Linked DNA regions of Hordeum vulgare: region 2 is linked to region 1. A link is a contact called in public Hi-C data. All regions are on one chromosome and are shown on one strand. The core of a region is the stretch at or near the end of the contact, and the rest is flanking DNA. Distances in the headings are between cores, read along the strand shown. Region 1 holds the start of LOC123409705 (PAN domain-containing protein At5g03700-like). Region 2 holds the start of LOC123410978 (12-oxophytodienoate reductase 7).

The links. Hi-C and Micro-C count contacts between places; a contact is called where the count stands out from the background.
Region 2: a contact with region 1 is called in a Hi-C map of seedling, with 2.0 times the contacts expected there. The contact joins the promoter of LOC123410978 here to the promoter of LOC123409705 in region 1. A contact is called at or near these places in 1 of 6 Hi-C or Micro-C datasets (seedling) and 1 of 1 datasets of contacts at active chromatin or transcription factors (embryo).

What each region holds. Positions count from the first base shown.
Region 1 is chr7H:561,902,969-561,905,668 of MorexV3_pseudomolecules_assembly, forward strand. LOC123409705 (PAN domain-containing protein At5g03700-like) reads right to left here and starts at 1,281. Exons shown (of 1, transcript XM_045102567.1): 1 at 1-1,281. The coding sequence starts at 432.
Region 2 is chr7H:562,070,934-562,073,633 of MorexV3_pseudomolecules_assembly, forward strand. LOC123410978 (12-oxophytodienoate reductase 7) reads left to right here and starts at 1,410. Exons shown (of 5, transcript XM_045103898.1): 1 at 1,410-1,638; 2 at 1,733-1,873. The coding sequence starts at 1,562.

The DNA of each region.
Region 1 (2,700 bases), core at 31-2,530:
GCTGCTGCTCCGAATCTGAAGGTTGGACGTGTTGAGGAGAACGGCGCGGTCGCCGGCCGCCGCGGCGGTGGACCAGAGCACTTGGTTGGTGGCGGCGTCAGTGAGCACCAGGTTGCCGTTGAAGGAGAGGGACGCGGCCGCGGACCACGGCGCGGGGCGGTCCGGCATGGCTCGCCAGAGGGGGAAAGCGGAAGGGAGGTGGAGGACGGCGAGGTCGAGCGTGGTGGAGTTGACGCGGAGGAAGCCGAAGGCGAAGGCGCCGGTGGGGTCGGTGAGCACCGGCTGGAAGTGCGAGTAGGACGTGTCGTGGGTGGCCGAGAAGCCTCGCCGTAGCTCCTTGGCTGAGGCCGCCGCCACGCCCGCGCCGCCGGTCAAAGAAATCAGCAGCGCCGCAGCCGCCATGCATATCATCACAGTAAGCTCGCCTGCCATCGCCGTCGTCCGGCTAGCTAGCTAGTGAGCTCCCTCCAGTGGTACTTCTGCTCAGAGACTCAGGATCCGAGTATGGATTCTTGGAAATGGAAGTAGACAGAGTGAAGAGCACAGAGCAGAGCTGTATGGAAGCATAGAAGAAGAAGCCAATGAGAATTTGAGATTGGGCTGGAGCAGGAGAAGACAAGCGCCGGGAATATTTATCTGTTAGTGCAATGTCCATGACCAGCAATGTCGTGGTTGCGAAAGTGAGGCCATAAAAGGGATAGGGAGGTTTGGTCAACGATCAGATGAGCACACTCGGTGGATAGTTGCCCGTGTCTTACCTTTTAGTAGATGCAATTGTGTATTGCCGACTTGCGGAATATATAATTGCTGTTGGAAAGTGTGAGTTGGATCAACCCATGCGAGCCCGGCAGCAATATCTTCTCCGGATGCAACTTCAGAAAGTGCACAACTGGCCTCCGTTGGTTTCTGAACAGATCTGGTACTATCACTCGTGATGCTGAATGCAGTAATCGGCGAGCACAGAAGGTTGATCTACTTGCTCAGTCATGAAGCCAGGCCGGTCTCCATTTTCTTTTCTTTTTTTGAGAGGGAAAGTGGATTCGATTCTCATTACTCAAGGAGATTTCTTCGTCATAACCAAGTTTGAAACAAATTCCATTTCCGAATGGAACCACATTGTAGTGCAAGGGGAACTACGGTCATACGCGGCCATCTCGTGACTGGCGTTATTCTGCGAGCGATTATAGTGAGTAAAAAAATCTTCTTAGCATCGCTGCTGCTAATCTACTGACCTCCTCAATGGGTGTGCTCGAATTCCTATTGGTACTGAAACTCATAGCATAGGAGGGAGGGTCGATTTATGGATGAAATCAAATATGTGGTATTTACAGGAAAAAAAAGTATCCGTCTGTTGGGAAAGAATTCTTTTTCAATGGTCTCGAAGAGAGAAAATTCCTATTTTTTTCGCCGTGGTAAATCCATGCATTTGATTCAATTTGTTTTTCTTATACTATAGAAATAAACCTTTGAATTTAGCATTATTCCAAGACTCCTATCTCAAAGTCTATCTTTTAAGAGGAAAAATGAAAATAACGCACATAATCAGAAGAACCTCTTGTTTTAAAGAAAGGATGACGAGTTATTCACATTTAATATGACAGGCAGGTTTAAAGCTAAGCAATGGTAACTAAACCCCCCAGGATAAAAGAAAGGCTCCAGTGTATAGAGAGGGCATCACCATTTAAAAGGGAACCATACAAAAGATGGAACCATCTATTTTTTTAGTATTATTAGAATGAATTTGTTATTTCGTATGGAAATAACTTAACGGAATGGAATAAAAAATCATGGTTGGGATGGTTACTATAGAAAAGGCACGGAATGTGACATTGGATCTATAATTTTTTCTTTTCGACATAATTTATTTCGATCTAGTAAAAATTAAAATTAGTACTATATGAGTCATATGTATTGTAGACACCAAAGGAAGCAATGGTTTATCCAAACTTCAAAAATAAAAATATATTCTTTAATTTGTTTGTGAGAAGGCGTGAAAAGAGCCAAGAGCCTTGAATTTTGGACTTCAACAATAAGAAAGAATTTTACGAATTGTGCAGACAAATTCGAATTAGCCAATAAAATAATTCTCCTTCAAATCATCAGTATGACTATCAAAATCGTGAACATCAGCATGTATGTTACACGTCCAAGTGGTAGTATCAGGACCGTTAGCTAGTGTTCTTGAGAAATGGCTGGATCTGGCCCATTCCTCAAAAGATGTTGTCATCGATCCGTCAAGTGTGTTGTGAGCATCAGCAACGCTTCCACGCTAGCTAGCTCAACCATAATGGGTAAGTACATCCAGTGTTAGCTAGCTCAACCATAATGGGTAAGTACATCGAGTGCAGGGCCAAGTCCAACCCTTCTCTACAAGCTGCTAGTTCCGCCTCCAAGCCACTATCACATCTACGGAGCTTCGTGCATGCACTATAAATGATCACACCTCTATCATCTCGGAGGGTCATACCTCCCATGGACACGCCCGTAGATGTGATGTAGCTTCCATCCATATTGAGCTTAGTCCAACCTGGTCGAGCTGGTGTCCAGCGCGGCACCAACTTGGGGACTAAGCTCGCATTTGTGTCCGGTGATGAAGCACTCGGCACCATGTTCCATTTCTCGATCTAGATCACTATTAGGGTATTGTTGAATGCACAACACCGAATTAATATACCCATGCAGGAAACAGTGGGAAGCTTT
Region 2 (2,700 bases), core at 160-2,659, 170 kb after region 1:
TCCTGAAATAGGTCGTCTCACCAACAAAAAACGAACGCGCATCCATTTGGTTCTATGTGTTGGGTCAACTTTTTATCCGTTTTAACCCAAACAGACAGGCACAAACAAAATGGATGAACAGCTTGAGGTTGCTCTTAAGGGTCGGATATGGGTTGAAATCCGACCTGATTTTCGTAACCCTCTGTCACTAACCTTCTTCCTGCTTTATAGCTTTATAAGTTGCATAAGAGCAACTCCAATGGGGCGACCTATTTCGTCCGTCGCCCTCCGTTTAGGTCGGTGCAGACAAAACGAATGGCCCAACGCGCTGACCCATTTTCAAAACACGTCTGTTCTGCGTCCGCGCCGATCCATTTCTGGCCAAAATTGGAACTGAAATGCGTTGGCGCGGACGTGAAGCGCCTTCTCGGTGTCTGCCTAACCACCGCGGTCAACATCATTTATGACGGCCGTCCTCCTCGGGGCCACGCGTCAGCGACCGCGGTCGACCTTTTTTAATCCGAGCGTGCGGTGGGGTCCGGCCATCTGCTTCCAGAAACCTCCCCCCGTCCCCATCTCGCCACCCTCTGTTTCCTCGTCGACGATCCAACATCCATGGACAACGGTGACAACCTCGTTGTCTATGCATGCACGATGCTCCCAGGAGGAGGTCGCCTACCTGCAGGCTAAGAGGACGATGCGCCATGCGCACGGGCGCGCCCATGCTACGCCCGGCTTCGCCCAGAGCACCCTTGTCGTCTACCCCCGCGCGCTGCTCCCGGAGGAGGCCGCTTACCTCCATGCTAAGATGGCGCTGCGCCTCGCGGACAAACGCGTCCGTGCTGCGCCACCGTCAACACCAGCAATGCCCGAGCCGGCACAGCCCGACCTCGCCGCCGTCGACGAGGACCCCTAGGTTTTTTTCTTTTTCATTTATAATGTAACCTGCTTTCGCGGCCGGTTTTCGTGGCTGGCTTTTAATGAATATGCTTGATTATTATTTTTTCACGCGTCGATAAAATGGATCCGGTTAGTGTTGGACGCATGCGTCGACCCAAATGCTAAAACGAACATCCGTGTCCGCTGGGCCGACCCAAACAAACAAAAGCTCACAAATTCGCCATCCGTTTGAGTCGGTCCGTTGGAGTTGCCCTAAGACTATGAATTGAGAGACGATCAAAAACAGAAATTGTTCATCTTAACAAGACTAAGAATTTTTATAATTGAGCACGTGTTCATCTGAGACCATTTCAATTAAATTTATTTGTATGTCGAAATCTAGTCACTCGACGAGGCACAGATCGGCGCCCTGCTTCCAGATTCATATCATTGCATCCAAGTCTCAACACGCAAACCACATGCCGAAAAAGACCTCCGCTACTCTAACGCCCGCCTTTTAACACCCGTGCGCTTTAATTCGCTCTCGCTTTCGAAGCCCACCAACCCATTACCATTCCCACCCAATTCTTTCTTTCTTTGCCTCCCACAATTGCCATCCCTCTCTCGCCGCGCCTTCCTTTCCCGTCCCGTCCCCTCCCCCGCCTCGCCCACTGCGCCCCTCGATCCAGCGCGAGAGCTCCAGATGGATCGGCCGGCGCCGGACCAGCGGCCGACGCTCTTCTCGCCGTACCAGATGCGCCGCTTCAGCCTCGCCCACCGGTGAGCCGGCCGGCCCCTTCAATCCGCGCCGGAAATTCGGCCGTCTCCGGTCTTCGCTCACTCCTTTGACCCTGGCGAGCATTTCTGCGTGCAGGGTGGTGCTGGCGCCGATGACGAGGTGCAGGGCCATCGGCGGGCTGCCGGGGCCGGCGCTAGCGGAGTACTACGCGCAGCGGGCCACCCAGGGAGGCCTGCTCATCTCCGAGGGCACCGTCGTCTCGCCGGCGGGGCCGGGGTAATCTCGTCACTCCATACCTCTCCCTCGCTCCGCCTCATGGTCCGCACATGGGTCGATGCTCCTGTTCGGACTAGTTTACTGTTCCTGTTTCAGAATCCGCGCTCGTCATACTGTCGTTTGCTCGGTCCTGGATTTGTTTAGTATAGTAGCGCTGCGTGCACATTGCTCTGATAAATATTCCTGCTTGCTAGATCTGAGTATCTGGCAGAATGATTCTCCAAAATGTGGTTGTTAGGCTAATTTGTCGTTGGATGTTTGTTAGAGTGCTAGCTTTGATTTCTATATTTCTATTGGTAGGTGGTGGTTGAGTGACGAGCACAGCGAACCTATCTTGCTTTGTAGTTTAAGGAGTAAAGCGTGACATATGTAAAGCGTGACATATGTTCGGCTTGTGATTTAGGTCCCTGAACTTGTACTATAAGTGTGTCAATTGAGGTTCAGGCCGTATTTAATTAGCAACTAATTATCCTGTGGCACTTTGACCCTAATGTACCCACAGTCTGACCATGAGACTGACTATCCATCAGAAACCCGTAGCCTTTTCCTGACTCCATGCCCTTTTCAGGTGGAGTTGCAGAGTATGAATAGGGACACGATCATAGAAGGCAACACCTACAGTATGATTTGTCTTGAGAGAGATGCACTGGATTTAAAAATAGTTTTAGTATTTTTTCTAGATAGCTCAAGTACTTCAGTTTTTGCAATCATGAAAAACAAAGGGTGTCCTGTCAGCTGCTCAAGCTAATAAGTAACAAAAATAAAAGGGACTAGTAGTCAGGTTCCCTTAAGCAAATGCTTCATATCTACGGAGTATTATGTATGAT